Linked DNA regions of Mus musculus: regions 1, 2 and 4 are each linked to region 3. Evidence: chromatin contacts called from public Hi-C and HiChIP or PLAC-seq data. All regions are on one chromosome and are shown on one strand. Each heading gives the region's core, a stretch centred on a gene start, on an enhancer-like site or on the middle of the called end of the contact. The rest is flanking DNA. Distances are from core to core; before and after follow the strand shown.

What was found. Hi-C and Micro-C count contacts between places; a contact is called where the count stands out from the background. HiChIP or PLAC-seq counts read pairs in DNA pulled down with a chosen protein or histone mark.
Region 1: an HNF4G HiChIP or PLAC-seq map of pancreatic cancer cells shows a contact between it and region 3. The contact joins the enhancer-like site here to the promoter of Slc17a4 in region 3. A contact is called at or near these places in 4 of 39 promoter capture datasets (cranial neural crest, liver, maxillary cranial neural crest and 1 more), 1 of 115 datasets of contacts at active chromatin or transcription factors (pancreatic cancer cells) and 2 of 9 other capture datasets (embryonic stem cells and macrophages).
Region 2: a contact with region 3 is called in an HNF4G HiChIP or PLAC-seq map of pancreatic cancer cells. The contact joins the promoter of C230035I16Rik here to the promoter of Slc17a4 in region 3.
Region 4: a contact with region 3 is called in a Hi-C map of B cells, with 3 times the contacts expected there. The contact joins the enhancer-like site here to the promoter of Slc17a4 in region 3. A contact is called at or near these places in 9 of 39 promoter capture datasets (the C10 cell line, the HPC-7 cell line, cranial neural crest and 3 more) and 2 of 484 Hi-C or Micro-C datasets (B cells and pre-B cells).

The regions. Positions count from the first base shown.
Region 1 is chr13:24,258,654-24,263,250 of GRCm38.p6, reverse strand. The region is part of intron 2 of Carmil1 (capping protein regulator and myosin 1 linker 1); the gene reads left to right. Among named protein-coding and RNA genes, the nearest start is that of Carmil1, 20 kb to the left of the region's middle. Within about 2 kb of position 1,995, at least 62 of the 459 cell types and tissues checked have an H3K27ac peak or open chromatin away from gene starts, as enhancers often do. A contact at or near this core is called in pancreatic cancer cells, where this site is marked.
Region 2 is chr13:23,429,047-23,433,989 of GRCm38.p6, reverse strand. It overlaps C230035I16Rik (RIKEN cDNA C230035I16 gene), which reads left to right and starts at 2,973. Exons shown (of 4, transcript NR_015492.1): 1 at 2,973-3,280; 2 at 3,638-3,761. It overlaps n-TAagc13 (a tRNA gene), which reads right to left and starts at 2,578; the gene lies at 2,506-2,578. It overlaps n-TYgta7 (a tRNA gene), which reads left to right and starts at 913; the gene lies at 913-1,000. Gm40833 (a long non-coding RNA gene) reads left to right here. Exons shown (of 3, transcript XR_873170.2): 2 at 302-359; 3 at 460-694.
Region 3 is chr13:23,911,565-23,916,533 of GRCm38.p6, reverse strand. It overlaps Slc17a4 (solute carrier family 17 (sodium phosphate), member 4), which reads left to right and starts at 1,527. Exons shown (of 12, transcript NM_177016.3): 1 at 1,527-1,608.
Region 4 is chr13:24,401,741-24,406,362 of GRCm38.p6, reverse strand. All of the region lies in intron 2 of Cmah (cytidine monophospho-N-acetylneuraminic acid hydroxylase), which reads right to left. Among named protein-coding and RNA genes, the nearest start is that of Gm11342, 28 kb to the right of the region's middle. Within about 2 kb of position 3,107, at least 35 of the 459 cell types and tissues checked have an H3K27ac peak or open chromatin away from gene starts, as enhancers often do. A contact at or near this core is called in B cells, the HPC-7 cell line and pre-B cells, where this site is marked.

The sequences.
Region 1 (4,597 bases), core at 746-3,245, 350 kb before region 3:
TAAGCTCTTGCATATCCAGACCCATGAGGTGTGTAGGAGGCTGGAGTTAGATGATGTCACTGCACTGCTGCCTTGAAAATGGTAATGCTCAACTTAGCCAAAGGCCTTCAAAGAAGGCATCCATCAACAGTGTTTCCAGTTTCCTCCAGGCCCACCTGAATCAAGTTGCTGACTTGGCTCCCAGCCTTCTACTTCCTCTTCTGTTTACTTCTGTGGTACCCTTATGTGAGAGCTCTGTGATCTGAGGCAATCCCTGGGTGTCACTGTTCCTTCCTACTGGGAGAGACTGGAATACGCAAGTGACCCACTGAGCTTGATATACTCAGTAATCCCACCACTTCTGAGGTGGAGGCAGGAGGATCAGAAGCTCAAAATCATCTTCAGCTACATAGTGAGTTCTAGACCTTCCCATTCCAGGCTATGTGGAATCCTTTCTAACACAAACAAACAAACGAACAAGCAAACAGAGAAACAAATAAGATAGAGAGAAGGCTGGTGGTCTTTGCAGCCCATGTTTGGCTTACTCAGAGCAAGGACAGTCAGAAGTACTCTTTACCTGTGAGCACTGCACTGTGAAGGGGCTGGGGTTAGAGGTAACTCAGTGAATGGTACTGTACTCATGTAGCATAGGTGAAGCCTAGGGATGGAGCCGCAAGCTGTTCATTTCAGCCTGTTAATAGTTTACCAAAGGATATCACCTAGGGCATATTTCAGGAAGCCCCATTGATGGTATCCGTTCTTGAGGTCCAGGGCCTTGGCATTCTTTATGTGTGAGGCTGTTCTTACCTGTGAAGACCCTCACCCCTGAATCCTCCAGTTGAATTCTCTCTTTCTGTTCCTGCCAAAATGTATTGATAGGAACCATATCCTATGGGGAATGTGATCTCTTGTGTCTTACAAACAGAATAACAGCAACGAAACGAACAAACCAGCATCTGAAATACAGGGAGTACAGAATTGATTTCAGTCTATGGTTCATCTTACAAAACTCTAGTAAGCCTAAAGGGATAGCTTTCTAGTTGGAATGGTTGACATATATTCTCCTGTTGGCTGGTACCTCCCATCTCCTGGTTTGCCATTTCTTCTCTCTCTCTCTTCCCTTTAAAGCCAGAGAACACACAAGCCTAGAAGCCTTTGTATGCAGCCAAGTCTGGGTTCTTCCACATAAGTTTGTCAAAGCTGGCGAGGGGACGTGCAGAGTGTTCTGCCTGGCTGCTCAGGTGTGAGTGAGTTGGCCAAGACCCACCAGAAAACATCTGGGCTTGTGTTTAGGACCTGTTTTCAGGGCCAGCCTGAATAAACAAACAAACAAACAAGCAAACAAACAAACAAACAATCCAAAACAGGTTCTAGCTAATGGTGCAACAGAGATCTGTGTTCTCAAAACAGTGTCTCTGAGGATGAAGCTACTGAGAACCTCAGGACTTTCTCCTTTTTCCCTTTTTGAGTTTTTGAGACTCTTATGTAGCCCAGGCTGGCTTTGAACTGCCTATGTAGCCCCAAATGAGCTGCTGATCCACAACTGCTTCAGTGACAGGTGTGTAGCAGCAGGCCGGGCCCCACAACAGTCGATTGTATTTCTTTATCTAGTGTTTTGGTCCTAATGATGGTCTCTCTCATGAGATGCAAATCTTGTTTGCCCAGTGAAAGACTGAGACCTGAACTATGAAGATCAAACCCAAACTGGTTTGGCAGGGCCTTGGAGAGACTCTGCTCAGCAGCCACATCTGATCAAGCACAACTTTAATTAGCTCTATAAAGCAAGATGCAGGATTGATAAGAGAGACTAGAAGGGAGGCCTGTCAGCTGCACACAGCTGCCCGTGGAAGCCTTTGAACCAGCCTGCTTCAGTCATTATAGCCAGAAGGCCATTAGGGGCTTGTGGATGGGACCGTCTGAGTTCTGCTTTCCAACACGTTCAGTTCCTAACCCTGAAGGTTCCCGATGCTAAAGGAACAAGCACATCTTCTCCTGGCCCTCCACGTGGGTGGCACTGTGTTCCTGCCACTGTGGCCTTAGGACAGTGAGTCATAGCACAGTAGGTAAGGCGCTCCTCCTGTTTCCTCTTCTGCTCTGCATTTGAGAGAGCAATTTATTTCCTGCTTGGGAAGGCTTGATCTCATCTTTTGCATAACACACACACACACACACACATACACACACACACACACACACACACACACACACACACACACACGGCACACAAAGCAGGATATCAGATGGACTTTCACCTCAGCTCCAGCTCAACAGGATAGTCTTCCTCTTTTGTGAGAGACGTTGTCTTTGCCAGGATTTCTAATGCAAAGGTTTATTTCAGCTTCCAGTTCTACATATCAGCTCATCGCCCTAGGAGTCAGGGCGGGAACCCAGAGTCAGGAACTGAAGCAGAAGCCAGAATGGAAGAGTGCTGCTTACTGACTTGCTCAGTTTGTTTTTTGTACACTCCAGGGACCCTTCCTCATCAATTACCTCTCAGGCTTGTTTACAGGCTAATGGTCCCTCCCCTCCCTCCCTCCCTCCCTCCCTCCCTCCCTCCCTCCCTCCCTCCCTTCCTCCCTCCCTCCCTCCCTTCTCTCATATTTCCCCTTGTATTACATCCCAACCTGCAGTTTCTTCTTCCTCCCTTCCTCACAGTGCCCCCTTGCCCCCCATTCACTCCCCTATTTCTCTTCAGAAAAGGGCAGGCCTCCCAGGGATAGCAACCAAGCATGTCATCTCAAAGTCGCAATAATATAGACAAATCTTGTAGAGGCATTTTCTCAGTTGAAGTTCCTTCTCAGATAATCCCCTGCTTGTATCAAGTTGTCAAAACAAACAACAAACAAACATAAAAAAAACAAAAGAAAGCAAAACAAAAACCTAGTCAGTACAAATATTTGTGCCAATTAAGTGAAATACTTTTTTCTTATGTTCTCAGTACTGATCCTTCATTTCTTTTTTGTGTGAATGTGAATGTGTGTTTGTAGCCATGAAGGGTATTTTGTATCCCAGGCTAGACTTGAACTAGTGATGGGTCTCAGCTCTTGAAATGCTGAGCTTGTTTGAGCCACTATGTCTATGTCTAGCTTTATTTTCTTTATTCAGCTTTTCATTGCATGTATTACTCGTGGGTATGTGTGCGTATGTGGCGTGTCCACGGCGTGTGTGTAGCGGGCAGAGGACAAGTAGGAGTGGAGTGGGTTCTCTCCCTCCACCATGTGTGTTCTGGGGATCAAACTCAAGTGGTCAGGTGACAAAACCTGGTCCTGGATGACACACTGAGATAATCTCACCAGCATCCCCCCATGCCCCCCCTTTTTTTTGAGACAGGATCACATGTGACCTAAATTGGCCTTGAAGTTAGTATACAGCTGACCCTGAACATCCAATCTTCCTGCTTCTACCTCCTGAGGGCTTGGGCTTATAGCATGCATGGTCAAGCTCAGTTTTCTTCAGTGCTTGGGACCACACCGAGGGCTTGTTAGTGCTGGGCAAACACTTTTACAATTGTGCTGTGTGTCTAGTCTTTTTTTATTTTATTTTATTTTTTTTTTGGAAATGGAAATTCATGAATTGCAGGCTGGCCTAAACCCCTTTATAGCCTAGGATGACCTTGAACCCCTAATCCTCCTGTCTTATCTCAGAAATGCTGAGATACCGGTCGGGCTTTGGCTCTGCAATACTGATTATTTTTAATGAGTAAACTTATTACCTGAGCTTCATTTAGTTGTTGAGAAAACCAGGAAAGACTCGATTTCCTGCTGGCGCCTGAAGCCTGTGAAGCGGAAACCTCTGTGGCTCCAGGTAGAGGCTCATTTCAGACTTCAGTGGTGTCTTCACCATTCTGTCCTTAGCACCTTCTCCATCCAGTGCAGGGATGCTCTGCATCTCCTGAAGCCCTGCTTCGTATGTCACATACCAGCAAGTCCCGAGGACCTCAGAAAGCTGACAGACAGGCTATGGCTGTGGTATTTTATCCTCTGTGCAAACGAGTAGTATGTTTATGAGAATTTGGGCCGTCGTCATGTTTGTCTGTGACATTTTATAAATCAACCACCTGGGGAAAAATGTGAAGAAGGCCCATCCATCCGTCTATCCATTCATTCTGTTCTTTGGGAAGATTATTGAAGTGTATCATGAAAAATTATTGTAGTGGGAATGGTGGTACATGACTGTAGTCCCAGTACTAGAGAGGTGGAGACAAGATCAGAATTTCGAGGCTAGCCTGGGCTACATAGGAGGTTTGAATTGAGCCTATCCTGTATTACCTGAGACTATGTATATGTTTTACTTATTACTTAGTATTGAGTATTTTGTATATGCAGAGAAGCTGTGTGCTGCACAATAAAGGAGGAACACAGTGACTTGGAATTGCTTGGTTTTAGGTCAAACAATGAAGTCCTTTTCCCAGGGACTGTCTTCATTGGTTTGTCACATAAGATATCACCCTTTATATTGTAACTGTTAAAAGATACTTTAAACAGTTCTGCTTAAAAGACCTTGAGGAACAGGGCTGAGAAAGGTTTTGATAATAAATTCCGTCTTGCCTGTGATGTGCGTTTTGTAGCAGAACTGCTTTTGTGGTGCTGAATAGCCTTTACATAGAGAAGGGCTGTCA
Region 2 (4,943 bases), core at 1,724-4,223, 480 kb after region 3:
AGTCCACTGGTGGGGGATTGTTTGCCTATGTGTGTGACTCCAATGTACAGCAACACAACGATCTTTAGTAGGCTCTGAAGAATAATAAGACAGATTTCTGATGTCCGATGTGTCTGTCGTGAGTAAGGAAGAGTAAGAGTCATTTGGAGTTCCTCATGAACTCAGGGAAGCCGAAAGGAATTCTAATACCATCAAATTAATTTGCATTTGAATCCTACTTGAACCCAGCATGGAGACTGATAATTTAAAACTATATTAATTTCATCTTGACAGTCTTTTTTTTTTTTTTTTTTTAATTAAGAGCTAATGTGGTCTCCTTGTTAATCGACAAAGACCAATGTCAGTTAAAGGACGTTTTGGTATGTTTCTCCTCCCATAGTCTTATTTTTATTCATCTTTATCTTATTCTATCCTTTCTCACCTTTGCTTGTTTGTTTGTTTGTTTGTTTGTTTACACAGGCTTTTACTTTGGCTGGCCCTAAACTCACTATGTGGAACAGGCTGTGGCTGGAGTTCACTAAGATCTCACTGCTCCCGACTCCCTGGCTTTGGGATTAAAAGTGTATTCAACCACATCCGGACCAACCATAGAATTTTGCTGCAACTACAGACTAACATGTCTCAAATCTTGCTGACAAACAGGGGCAAACGAGCTGTTTAAATTCGCAATAAAAGTTGGTCCTCTCAAAGCCCTTAATAATTTTGCTTCTGTTTCCTTGGTTTTCAAACTTCCGTTTTCTTCAGGGGCCAAGTCACAGAAATTTGGCTCTGAAGAGATACTGAAATAAAATAAGAGAATGAATAAATGCAAACTAAAAAGTAAGAGGCAGCTGTTACTTGCACAATGATTGATACAACTCTAACCATCACGCAGAGATGGCATCCCAAGTAGGGAAGCAAGTACACGTGGATCCTTCGATAGCTCAGTTGGTAGAGCGGAGGACTGTAGGTCATTGTTCTAGAAATCCTTAGGTCGCTGGTTCGAATCCGGCTCGAAGGAACCCTTGTTTTTTTTAGCGTCTGGGAGCTCGTTTCCGAAAGAATTGAGCGGGACTTTTCGTATTTGACTGACCTCAATACTACTCTCGATGTGCAAAGTAGTGACTGTAGATTTTATAATTTGTTCTCTGTAATAGTTTTTAATACTTCCAAGCAGGCTTTGACGTCATAGATCACATAACCCCACCCCTGGAGATCCTTGTGCCCTGGAATAAAGGGGCCGGCGACGACCTGTAGACACGAGGTTTGGGGCCGGGTGTGCTCCTGAACCCGCCCAGTGGCCGAGAGTGAATACAGGTCCTGTGGTTAATCGGTGGGGCACGCGCGCCCTCCAGTAGTCAGAGCGTTCTCAGCAGCTGGACCTCAGGCTCAAGTTTCTCAGTAGGCATCTTCCTATCACCTCACGGCAGGAGGAAAATCCTGTTCCTTCAAGCTTTTGGTTTAACTATGTTACGATGGTTTTGTTTCAAGAGTCTGGGGGGAAATTGGTGTAAATCAGAATGACCTGGAGACATTTTACAACCTAGGGGATGCGAATTTAAAAAGTTATACAGGCGATTTTAATGTGCTGCAAGGGCTTTAAAACGCTGCTAGAGCGTTTCTCTTAAAAAACAAACAAAACAAAACAAAACAAAACAAAACAAATGGCATTGCTGGAAACGGAATGGCAGTTTTAGGGGAGAAATGCAAGAGGAGATTTAGTTCAAAGAAAATACAGAGAAACCCTGTCTCGAAAAATAAAAAAAGAAAAGAAAAAAAAAGAAAGAAAATCTCACCTATCAGTAGCGCATATTTGCTAATTTTGTGCTAATCCTTTTAAACTGCGTTACTCCTGCTCTCAAAATCAGTTACCTGTAGAATCGTGTCAATGAGAGATTAATATTAAGTAAGACAAAGTAATTGACAAAGATTTCAGTTCAACATATCGAAAGTTGTACAAGGGTTTTTGTGCTTGCAATTTCTTGTACCTTCCATCCCATGTGTCAGAACTTTTCTCTAAGCAAATAATTTTCAGAAAGATAGAAAATAGTTCAATTTTTTTCTTTAAAGATAACGTTTGGGCCTCGGATATAAAATATATTAGATAGTCCTGGACTAGGCGTTTCTGCAAGGCACAGTAAGTTCCAACCCACAAGAGCTGGTCCTACATTTCTTTCCATATCTTGGGCTGTATTCCGGGATATTCCAGTGCCGGTAACTGAACTGAAACAAAAAAAGCAAACGACCTAGATCCAAACACCGCTATATACGCTTCCCTGTCTCAACAAAGGGAACGCGTTTGCGCGTTAACAAAGGGAAAGCTGTGAGAACTTGATAGGAAAACAGGAAATACCAACTCCAGAGCTCCAAGCCATTTCCTGGAGAACAGTGTGTGGTAGGAACTAGGCCCTTCCGGGTTGCTGAGAGAACTTCTGAAATTTAACTATAGAGGTTAGAAGTAACGGATTTGGTTGTTCTTGTTCTAGCAGGGTATGATGGGAAAAGAAACAGGCATAAATGCAAAACTGGAGAATGCGGGCATCGATCCCGCTACCTCTCGCATGCTAAGCGAGCGCTCTACCATTTGAGCTAATTCCCCTTCTGATGGTAAGTGGCTGCTACCTTACTCCCTTTTGATAACTGGATGTAATTCAATGCTCGCTGTTATTTTCAGCTCATCAAACAGAAATTGTGGGAGTGGGAGTGGGGTGGGGGTGGGGGTGGGGTGGAGGGGGTGTTAGTGTGTTTGTTGATATGATTTTTTTTATGTCTAATAAAATCCGAACAAGATGATAAAAACTGAAGTGGAGAAAGTAAAATGGAGTATTTAAGAAAGAGTTTCCTGAGTTAGGGTTGGTGTTTTATAATCCCAGAACTGCAGGGAAGGGGAAGAAAGAAGTCCTAAGGCAGGAGAATTGCCCCCTCTTTGAGGCCATCTTGTTTTACATAGCAAAAAGTGAGATTGTGGCTTGGTTGTCACGGAACAGTCCCGGGGTTACTTGCGCCCTCTATAAATGAAAGACGGTACCGCCAGTTCTGGGAATCGCACAGGGGTGCGTACAAATGGACCAGGACGCGGAGAGCACGGAAACAACGGTGCTGGGACCTTGTGCACAGAATCCAGATGCCAGATGGGAATTAAACATTCGGCCGAGAAAAGCAATCTAGTTCCCTGGGCTCGACTTTGACTCACTCCTTGGTCTGCACCAATCCTCACATCCCTCAGGTCCTCTAACTTTTACGACAGTATCCAGAAATCGATTCTTTGGTCTCTACGGCTCCAGAAGGCTCGCTCATCAAGGTCAGTCCTTTGTCTGGCTGTTTTCTTCCTTTTTTCTTTTTCTTTTTCTTTTTCTTTTTTTCTTTTTCTTTTCCTTTTTTTCCTTTCTCTTTCTTTCTCTTTCCTTTCTTCTCTTCCTTCCTTTCTTTTTTTCTTCTTTTTTTAAAATCACTGCCGGAGGCCACATGGCCAAAAGTGAAAGGGTCTGTCCTGGTTAATTTCTCTTCCCTGCAGGCACTGTTTCGAGGAGTTTCAAAATTAATTTTTCCAAAGAAAATATCGAGAAACTGGTAATTTTGTTGAGGTAGAGCCATGGCCCGAAATTCACTGTGTAGTTGAAGATGACCCCGGAGTCATGATCCTTCTGCTTTCTTTCAGAAACGTTCCATTACCTTCGATTAGAAGTGGATACATATATGATTTTGGCCTAAAAAAAAATTTGCAAAAAGGGAGAATGCAAACTTGTCCTTTTCCTTTTGGATTTACGGAGTGCCAGTATCAGGTGTGGTTCCAGGTTCCCGTTCCAGGTTCCAGATAAGGCTGTGGTGAGGTCTCGAGCAGACAAGCACAAGTCCAATTGCCTCTTCTTTTGAAAGTTCGTCAAAAAGACTTCTGCTTGTGGGCTTAATGTTTATTTCTTTAAAACTCAATAAAATCGGAGCAAGATAATTAGAACTAAAAGAGAGAAAGTGAAACATTTAAGTCAGTGATTCTAGAGCCAGCTGTGGGGTGGTGTATCTCAGCAGCGGGGGTGGGTGGTGGGGGTGAGTTGGAGGCCTGCCTGGATAGCTTCATGAATACCAGCTAGTCAGAGCTAGAAAACAAGTCCTGTAAATATGAAGAAATAAATGAATAAACAAATAGGGAAAGGAAATAAAAGAAAAAGAAACACACATCCCGAAATTTGACCCCATGTCTCTGAACTGTGCAAAAAGCCCATACGAGGTCTTTCCAGGGACTTTAGACCACCCGCAACACTAGCTTTTCTCTTTTGCTTATTTATTACAGTCAGGGTTGACAAAAAGAGAATGGTTTTCTGTGGGAAGAAACTCCCTCCACATAAGAGATTTTAAATTTCACATGCTGAAATTGTATAACGAAACCCACTGTTATTCCTCTTATAGTCAGACTTGAGCTGACACTCACCACTGTCTAGATTCTTCCTTCTTATCAGACAGAATCTGCCCAATCTGACCTCTATTTATCCTTCAAATGACTGAGAAGTGTAGGCATGGAACAGGATCAAAAGACTAGCCCATTTCCAAGGCTCAGATCCATCTGCTGTGTGACTACACTCGCTGTAAGAGGTTTCCAGCAGGAACAAATTTTTGGGTTCCAGTAATACTGGACTGGTTGTTAACTTCCCAAATGCTCAGTTGTGGTCGAAGATGAGGAATATCTTAAAATTCACACTGAAGTTTCGGCATTTGCTAAATGGTGCCACATCCTGACTTTCAGGAAGAAATACCCAAGCACCAAAATACACTGGCCATGGCTGTCTACAACCCACAACTGGCTTCCCTGGTGGTCTTGTACTTGATGTAACCATATCATTTATCTAGCAAATCTAGATAAATCTAAGAGAAAGGAGGTAATCAGAAAGGACAGGGCGGCTACAGAACGTCTAGGAAAGGGTCAAGGACAGGGAATCTTACTAGTTTTTTTGTCTTTCTTGTTTTTTATA
Region 3 (4,969 bases), core at 278-2,777:
TAAGGTATTGAGGCCCACTTGATTTCCTAATGAATAATTTTTAGATTCTTCTGGTTGCCTTGGTAGAAGCACTGTCTACTCCACAGCCAGCAACCCTCCCTTCATGCCAGCTCTGCTATTTTGAATTCCCCACAAAACACTTGAGAAGGTAATATATCAGCCACAGCTGCCAGCTGCTCAGACATAGCCCTGACATTTCCCAGACTGTGTCAGAAGCCTCCCACTAGCCAGAGACTGCTGACCACAAAGAGATCTATGGTTGGCGCCTACAATGCTCCATTTGCAGAGGCCCCTCTGGAGGATGCAAGTGTGGTTCATTTGGAAGAAGCAATGTTTGGAGGACAGGGCAGACTCCTTGCTGTACCTTGTTCTGGCTACATTAACAGGTTGTTTGGTTCACTTTGTCACTCTGGTGAGAGACAACATCCTGATGTAGCAGCATGAGCCTGAGGCCTAAGATAGAACTCTCAGGTGATCTATTCTCACCTGTGCTTGATCTTTATCATTTTAGAGCAGGATGAGTTGGTAACAGGAAGGAAGGGTGAGGGGACAGAGGATTTAAGGGTGACAGTTGCAACCGTGGATCAATCAGCAGCACTGGTCACAGCGGAGGCAGCAAAGGTAGCAGCGATGGTAGGGCAGAGATCACGAAAGCCAGGAAGAGCTGAAGACAGGAAAATGAGGTCATTGGAAGAGTTCCAGAGACCTACCAAAAGGGTCTCAGATACCACGGGTCCATTAGCTGCAAAAGAGTCTGTCAACAGCTCAGAATCCTAAACAGCGCAACATCTATCATCGTAGGTCCCAAGATTGGATGCTTGTACGAGAGCTGCAGCCCCGGATGTCGCTGGCTCTGTTGTGTGCACCACTGCTGGAAGCTGAGGACCAAGTGCTGAGACCACTAGATTAATCCTAGAGCAGTAAGCCTCTGGCCTGAGAATATGTTAAGCTCTAAGTGTCTGGCTTCTATAAGGTCAGTAGGCCTATAGCTGCTCTCTGTGTAAAATTAGTTCTATTAAACATGGATATGGTGGAAAACAGCCACTTAAGAGACAAGATGTAACCCTATCTATGAAGATTATTGTACTCCTGAGATCATAGATGATGAAGATGCCATTAATGAGCTGCTCAGAGGGTTGACCTGATAGCTTGGCAGGGAAAGATAAGTGTCATTGTGCTCAATAGCTTGAATTGTGACCTTGAGATCAACATGGTGGAAGGGAAAAACCCAGTCTTGAAAGCTGTCCTTTGACCTCAATAAGTGAAAACTTACCCACACACACTCTAACACATAAATAATCACATATAATGTAAAAGTTAAAAATGAGGCAAGCAAGAGTAGTAGCAGGACCCACAGAGAATCTGGGAAGATGTATGTGACTTCACATGAACTTCAAGTATGAGGAAGATAGAGTGAACATGGTCAGGTCATCAATTAAATAATAAAACAAAGTTAAAAATTAAATGGTTGAGCCAATAAAAGCCTCCATTTGGTAAGATAAAAGCTAAAGGCCCTGAGTAATAATTCACTCCTCTGGGTTAGACAGCTGCAGAAAGCTGAGAAACCGATAGGATCCCAGCCAAGAGCCGGCTCTCCGCCTTCCTCAGGTTTGCTTTCCAGTTCTTGCTCTGGTTCTGACGGTGTGGGAACGGACCTTTTCCTGTTGAGATTATAGGTGGTGTGCAGGACTGGGTTTCTTTTGGGAGATGGTTGTGAAAAGTGAGACAGGAGGCTGCTTTTTCCTAAAACAAACGAGGTCTATAGGAACTCCAGAAGGAGAGGGAGGGAGGAAGACAGACATGGAAGAGGGAGACAAAAGCCAGCGGTGGGTGGGTGGGGACAGGAAAGGTAGGAAACAGGGAGAAAGGGAGAGAGAATACTGTCTGAAGCAACTAGAAGGGAACACCAATCGTAAGGTCAGGTCTTGCATTTCTTAGGGTTACTGACGCTGGAAAATTGCACAAAGCACTCATGCATTTAACTTGTTTTTGTGAGATACACTAGTTTGTAGAAACAGCACTAACCAAACAGACTGAGGCAAAAAAACCAAACCAAACCAAACCAAAACACCCTGTTGTTTTAAAGAATATTTTTAATAGGCTTCAAAGGTCAAATTAACAAAAAAACCAGAGTAAACAGAATTTTCATGGGAGAATGGGGGACTGAAGCAAATAAAACCCCCTATGGCTTTATGCAGTGGTCCAGAGTGCTCTTTTCTTTTGCTGTCATGTTCCTGGGAGAGGACTTCCCTCTCAGCTCAGAGACAGCCACGGTATACCAACAGACTGGGTGGTTAGAATAGGCAGATCGTATGTTCTCACTGTCAGCCCCTTAGTTGTTATCATCTGTACTCTTCTGCTTCCTTCCTAACTAGGCCATTCTTGTTTTTCTTTCTTATCATATTGTACTCTGTGACTCACTGGAGCATGTGTCCTGCATGCTGTCTGTGGTCATGTCTTTTGCCCTTCAGCAGCCTTGTCCAACCCTCTTCCTCTAACTGACAAACTCCAGAGATTAAGGTCTTCTGTTTAAGTAGACGCAGAGCCACTCATGCGAGCAAACCTCCAGTCATGCTGGAGAAAGCCACGGAAGCAAGCCTTCCATTTATTGCACATATGTTTACTGGGTCAGTGAATGAGCCAGAGGCTGGTGAACTCTGAGGCATTGCGTCACTGCAAGGGTCTGGAAAGCTAGAAAGGAAAAAGCTGGCCTGAATCCTGTCTTCAGTTCCATGAGTGAGAGACTCTTCTGTCCAACCAGTCTCCCTAAGGTGTGAACAAGAGTCAGCAGATGGTTTTAGGTTTCCAAGCACAATCTCAGGCTTGACCCATTTCATTCTGCCAGTGTTGGTTTGGATTTAAGTTGTTTGTCAATTTTATTCTGAATTGCAGATGGTGTAAGCTGGAATCTTGTCGGTATCTGTCCACTTGCAGCTATAGTAGCGACACGCCTGGGTGTTAGGTAACATTTGCACAGACAGGGAAGCACAAACCCGACCCATTCTACATATCTTTAATATGAACATGTTTCATATTCCCTCGAGAGAAGAATGGCTTTGCTTTACCAGAAGCTCTGGCCACGGTACTTCCCTTTACATCTGCTCGGCCTCTCCGCTTCTGTGTTCATGGTCAGGTAGTAGTAGTAAGATGGCCATTTTCAGACTTCATAATCCCAGTTTCCTGGATAATAGGCCTAATACGATGGAGAGCACAAAAAGCCAAACTTCATCTAAAAACACAGCTTCTCCCAATTCCAGGCTGGACCCTGGAATGAAGGGGCTGTTTGGGTGCCCTTTGTTCGCTTTCTTTGTCAGCCACTCCCCTCTCCTCTCATCCTAACTAAAGCTTCTAATTCTCCCAGGGCTGGGCTCGGTCAATAGAGGCTGATGTAAGGCAGGCAGTATCTTTTTAACTGGGTGGATAGTCCTTGCTGCATCTTGTGAATATCCTGCTAAGGACTTCAGTGGTCTTTCCCTGAATGGCTAACTCCTGTCATTTCATTCTTTCCTCTGCTGTTGAGCATCTTGTGATTTCTCTCAAGTCATCCACTTCTTGTTGACATGGAACCTGTACGTCTTTCCCTAGCATTTTTTGCACCTGCTACTGTGAAGACATCACAAGCTTTCAGTGGGTACGGTCCCTGTCTGTAATGCTCACCCATAGCTATAGCTTGCACCCTCTGATTCAAAGACACATGCCTTTCTGCCTCTACCACTTACCCCTAACAAACTCCATGGGGCACATGTGTAGCCCTATAAATGCCCCCTTGCAGGTAGCCAGTATGAGTTGGCCCTGCCTCTCTTCCTCTTTCATAACATCTGGGTGGGTTATTCCTCCTGCCTTTTCATCTCAGATGCTTTGTGTCCCTGAGTTTGGTTCAGTAGCTTCTTTCTTCTGAGTCTTCTGAGTCTTCTGAGATGGTTGCCTCCAAGTTCAAGCCTGGATCAACATCTACTCTTTTCTTCTCAGTATGTTCAAACTGCAAATAAGAGTTCCATTACACACATAGAGAGACACACAAACACACTGACACGCTTATACACATGAGGGTGGCAACAGAATGAACAATTCCCACACCTACACTTTGTATTCAGTTTTTGAGGTGACTACAAATTTTTGCTACTATTGCTTTAACTTTTATTCATTCGTGTTTATGGTGTGTGTGAGTGTGTGTGTGTGAGTGTGTGTGTGAGTGAGTGTGTGTGTGAGTGTGTGTGTGTGAGTGTGTGTGTGAGTGTGTGTGTGAGTGTGTGTGTGTGTGTGTGTGAGTGAGTGTGTGTGTGAGTGTGTGTGTGTGAGTGTGAGTGAGTGTGTGTGTGTGAGTGTGTGTGTGAGTGAGTGTGTGAGTGTGTGTGTGTGTGTGTGTGTGAGTGTGTGTGTGAGTGTGTGTGTGTGTGTGTGTGTGTGTGTGTGTAGCCAGGAGAGGGTGTCAGATACTTAGGAGCTGGATTAACAGGTGGTTGTGAGCTTCCTTGAACTCAGGTCCTCTTCTGAAAGAGCAGCAAGTGCTTTTAGCCACTGAGACCCTAAACATTTATTTTTAATCACAGCAATATTTCACAAACATTGATTAGACACTGGCAATGAAGCAAAATTCCTGTGTAGCCATTTTTACATCTCTCTCTCTCAGCTTCAAGAGATGACAAGACTTATTAGATTAACGGACCTTAATTTTTCTTTCATAACTTTTAGCTCACTTATGTAGACATAAAATACGTAGTGTGTCTCTGTGTGAGTTTGTCTTATTTAATGTTTAGTTTTCTACAACTTGCTTTTTACCTAACAACTTTATTTGTTCTCTCATTTAAAAAAAAATCAGTTCTTTGAGAATTTTGTACAGTGTGTACCTAGCATAGATACCTCTCGTCCAACTTCTGTCAGATCCACTCCCCACTTGTCTACACTCAATGTTGTATTCTCTTTCTCTCTTTCCCAGCTGCTATTGATTGACACTTGTTCCTCAGCAAGG
Region 4 (4,622 bases), core at 1,858-4,357, 490 kb before region 3:
CTAGCTATGTTCAGGGCCTTCCCATCCACAAGCATCCAGCAGTCCCTACTTCTCTTGCCAACAAAAGGAACAGTGCTTGTCATCATAGTATGGCAAAGGAAACTGATTTCAATTCAGACTGTCATTGTATGGCAGCAGCCTCTCAGTTTGTACTAACTCATTTCTTAAGTGCCACTTCCCATGGGCCAAGCATATTCAAACTATCCCATCTTCCAAACCCAGAAGGGTCTTCTGGTGGCCATCAACATGCTTAGCTTTAATGTACCCTTCAAGCTTCTCAGGGTCACATATCTTATGAGTATCCCTTTAGTACCCAGGGATTTCTATTTGGTCTATATATCTAGTCCGTAAAATCACAAGTCTAAAGCTCTTCTGGATAGATATTCAATATCAATGCGACCAGATTTGCCTTTGGACATGTGATTTAACTAAGAAGGGAAGATACCCTGAATATGCCCTATGATTTGGGTCCCAGGGTGAATAAAAAGAAACCAATAAGAAACTGAACTGATGGGGGACTTTTGGGATAGCATTGGAAATGTAATTGAGGAAAATATGTAATAAAAAAATTTAAATAAAATAATAAGATAAGATAAAATAAAATAAAATAAAAAAAGAAACTGAGCTGAGCTCTGTCATTCATGTCTCATCTGCTTACTGACTGTGGGCCTGAAGTTTAGGAAAGGTGAGAGGAGCAGAGATAAAGATATTATTAAAGGTATGATTTTCTAGGTGGGAGGTAGTAGTACCCAGCAATTGCCAACAGTTGTTCAGTTGTTGAAAATAAACAACTCTGTATATGTGTGTGCTTGTGTGTGTGTGTGTGTGTGTGTGTGTGTGTGTGTGTGTTATCCGTAGATTCAAGGGGAGCTGGGAGGGGGCTGGTGACATGACCCAATTCCAGAGCTTAGGTGGGGTAGTGAAAAGCTACATGCAACATCTCCCATAGGATGTTCTGCTTGTTAACTCTGGGCTTCTGCTACCCAACTCCAGATAAAAACATAGTCTCTCCAGGAGCTCCTGTAGTACCAGAAACTTATCCCAAGGGAGAATGCTTCTTGGGGCCTGCCACTGGGTTTCTAGATGGATTTTTGAAGATGTTCCAAGCCTTCTACTAAGAAATCTCCCCTAGACTGATGGACAGTGCTGGACAGAGTTGGTGAACAAGACTGATGACAGAGTACCTAAGGACTGGGTAGATTAGAATGGCATGCCGTGGCTAACTAAAAGTGTAAAAATTGCATCTTAACCTTAAAGTCTTGGGGCTGGAAAACCTCCTCACAGGTTGGTGTGGTTAGAGAGAGTTTGTATCTGGGAGGAGAGGGTAATCATAGAGACCTATCAAGAAAAAGCTTCAGACGAGGTCTAAGAGAGTGAACAAATTCTCCGTTCTGGTTGCCCGCAAAAGGACTCACTTAAATCTGTTATCAAAATATGATTTTTTAAATTTAGATGTTTTGCTTTTTAAAGAATTTTATACATGAGTACTATATTTACATTATTTCTACCTCTCCTTCTGCCCCCTCCAAGTTCTCCCTTACTTCTCCTTACTCCCTCCCAAATTCATGATCCTTGTTTATTATTGTTACATAGACAGATATAGATTATACACCCAATATATACACGTATTTAGGGCTGACCACTTCAGATTAGAAAACCTATCAGGGAGATCATCCCTGGAGAGATAAATTCTTCTGCTCTCTGCAGCCACTATTGCCTGTAGTTCTTCTCCTAGGGGTGGAGCCCTGGGAAATTCCATATCTGTGCTAGCATGTCACCTGGTGCTGTCCTTATGCAAGTCTTCATTAGACAACCATATTGATAAGATTTCATAGATACCACTTCTCGATCTTGTCAAGGAGATCTTGCTGCAAGTGTCCTGGACCTCTGGCTCTTGCAATCTTTCTGCCTGCTCCTTCCATGATGTTCTCTAAGCCGTAGTTATCAGGTTTGCATTGTAGATGCACAGATTGGGATGGGCATCTTAGTACCATTTATTCTTTGCCTTTTGACCAACTTGCAGATCTCCATAATAGTCTCCATCTGCTACTAAAAAGAAGCTACTCTGATTAGGCAGGAGAGCTATACTTAACCTGTAACTTTCATGATTTTTTTTTTTAATGGAGAAGATGTATATTTTGTTTCTTCTTGTTCTGCAAGCCTCTTGCTTTGCATAAAAGAGCAGCAGCCAGTGCAACATATTGTGAGCTTAAGGCAGTAGTCCTTCATATCACACTGTATAGCATACAATTTATTCCACTCCCAGACATTTTCTTTTTTTTAAAAAAAGATTTATTTATATGAGTACACTGTCACTGTCTTCAGACACACCAGAAGAGGGCATCAGATCCCATTACAGATGGTTGTGAGCCACCATGTGGTTGCTGGGAATTGAACTCAGGACCTCTGGCAGAGCAGTCAGTGCTCTTAACCCCTGAGCCATCTCTCCAGCCCAACCCAGACATTTTCAATGGGAAGATTGTTAAGTCTTTTGACATAAACCCAGGGGTAGACATAGACAAGTTACAATATTATATGTGTTGGGAGCAGCCTTTAATCCTAGAACTTAGGAGGTAGGGGCATATGGGTTTCTATAAATTCAAGGCTCTTTCTCAAACAAAAGCAAAAAACCTAACAAAACAAAACACCCCAAATTATGTGAGACTTATAATAACATTGCTATCCCAAAATACAGAATTCTTAGAAGCACTTTTTACTGTAGATAATACCTTGAATTCTGAATAACAAAGCCTAGTCCCTGGTCCAAAGACTGAGTCTAAGGCATGATCAAAAGAGAAGTGCATAATGTTTACCTGCACCCATTAGGAAGTTTGTTGGCACAACACACACACACACACACACACACATACACACACACACACACACACACACACGTATATATTGCTATTTCATTGAATTCTTCTATCTACCACTCTTTCAATCCTTATTACACTCTAACCCTTTCAACCCCACAGCACTGGGTAGGTCAGGCATGGATCTCCTTAGGCTGCTTCCTGCTAATTAGAGGCATCTGGTCTCTAGGGGCAAGACAGAGATCTTCCTTGTCAGAATATCAATGTCCAGAAACCCAACAATGGTAAACCAGCAATCTATTAAAAGCAACAGCAGGAAGCAGCAGCCACCACAGGCCCTTGGGGCTCTTCTGTTTATACCTTCTCCAGAGTCCTCAGAATTTAACTATCTGCAACTGGCAAGAATCATGCCCCTGGTAGTGCAAGAGGAAAGTCATAATCACCTGCTGTGACACAGCCTCTTATTCCACACCTGGGATTAAAACAAAAACATATTCACATAGCATAACTGAGTCTTTAAAGAAACCAGAATTCTCATTACAGAAGCTGTTTTTTTTTCCTAGCAATACTATTGAGAGGAGGTTACACACACACACACACACACACACACACACACATACACACACACATACACACAGAGAGAGAGAGAGAGAGAGAGAGAGAGGAGGGGAGGAAGGGAGGAAGGGAGGGAGGGGGAGGAACAGGGATGGGGAGGGGGAGAGGAGGAGGGAAAGAGAGGGGGGAGGAAGAGGAGGAGGGGGAGAAAGAGAGGGGAATGATAAAGATCATTTAGCCTGTCTATCCACTACTATTTGAAGGCAAGCATGCTGGAGCAAGTTACTTCACCCCATATATTTGAGGGTAGCATAGAAACTCCCCAATGGATTTTACACGTGCTCCCTTCAGCAATGAGTCAAGGGCCTCATGGCATCATCTTGATCATCTGACATAACAGATGCTCTGCAAACACTTCATTAACTACAGTTACTTCTCCCAGCAGAGGAGCATTCACTGGAAGCATTCACACTCTCTGAGCAGTAAACTCAACTTGCTTTTCAATGTGTCCCAACTTCGGGCAGACTATGTAAGCATCTTCCAGTGACTGCTGTACAACGTTGCTGCTTCCCACCCACTATTACAATAACATTTTCTGTTGTCATCTGTTCATGGCCACCCTGAGCTTTGCAGTGAGAAGACAGCACACCTGATGTGCAAGGTAACAGAGTTCTGTGCCCAGGGCCACCAGGAGTGTGGCAGGGCCAGCACCAGGACAGTCAGGCAGCAGTCAATGTCCACTCGCTTCTTGCTACCCACACAGACAGCAACAGGATCATAGGGGTTCTGTCACTTAGCTGTGCCACTGCTACCAAAATAGGACCTTTGACATTTAACCGACCATTTCAAAAATTAATTGCATGAGACACCTTGGTGGTACACTGTAGCCTCCCCTCCCCCAGCTTTAGGGTTCCTCTGTTTACACCTGGATGGAGCTTGCCTGCTCAATCGTTCTGCCACGCCCACTGCTGGAACCTGCCGCTTTGCTGTTTGGAGCCATCCACGTGGTCACCCTGCTACTGGTCCCCCAGACTATTTGGCGGGAATCGGCCCCCCCTTCCTCTCCTACATAACTGCGTGCTGATTTAGTAAAATTGAGCTTTGATCAGAGTTGCTTTTGACTTGGCTCCGTTCTTTCTTCTGTCCGTCTAGTTCCTCTCTTTCAGCCCGAGCTGCCATCTCAGTTGAACCGTTCGTTTCGAGCTGCTGGTTGGCCGCAACAGTACACGCCTTTAATCCCAGTACTATCTAACT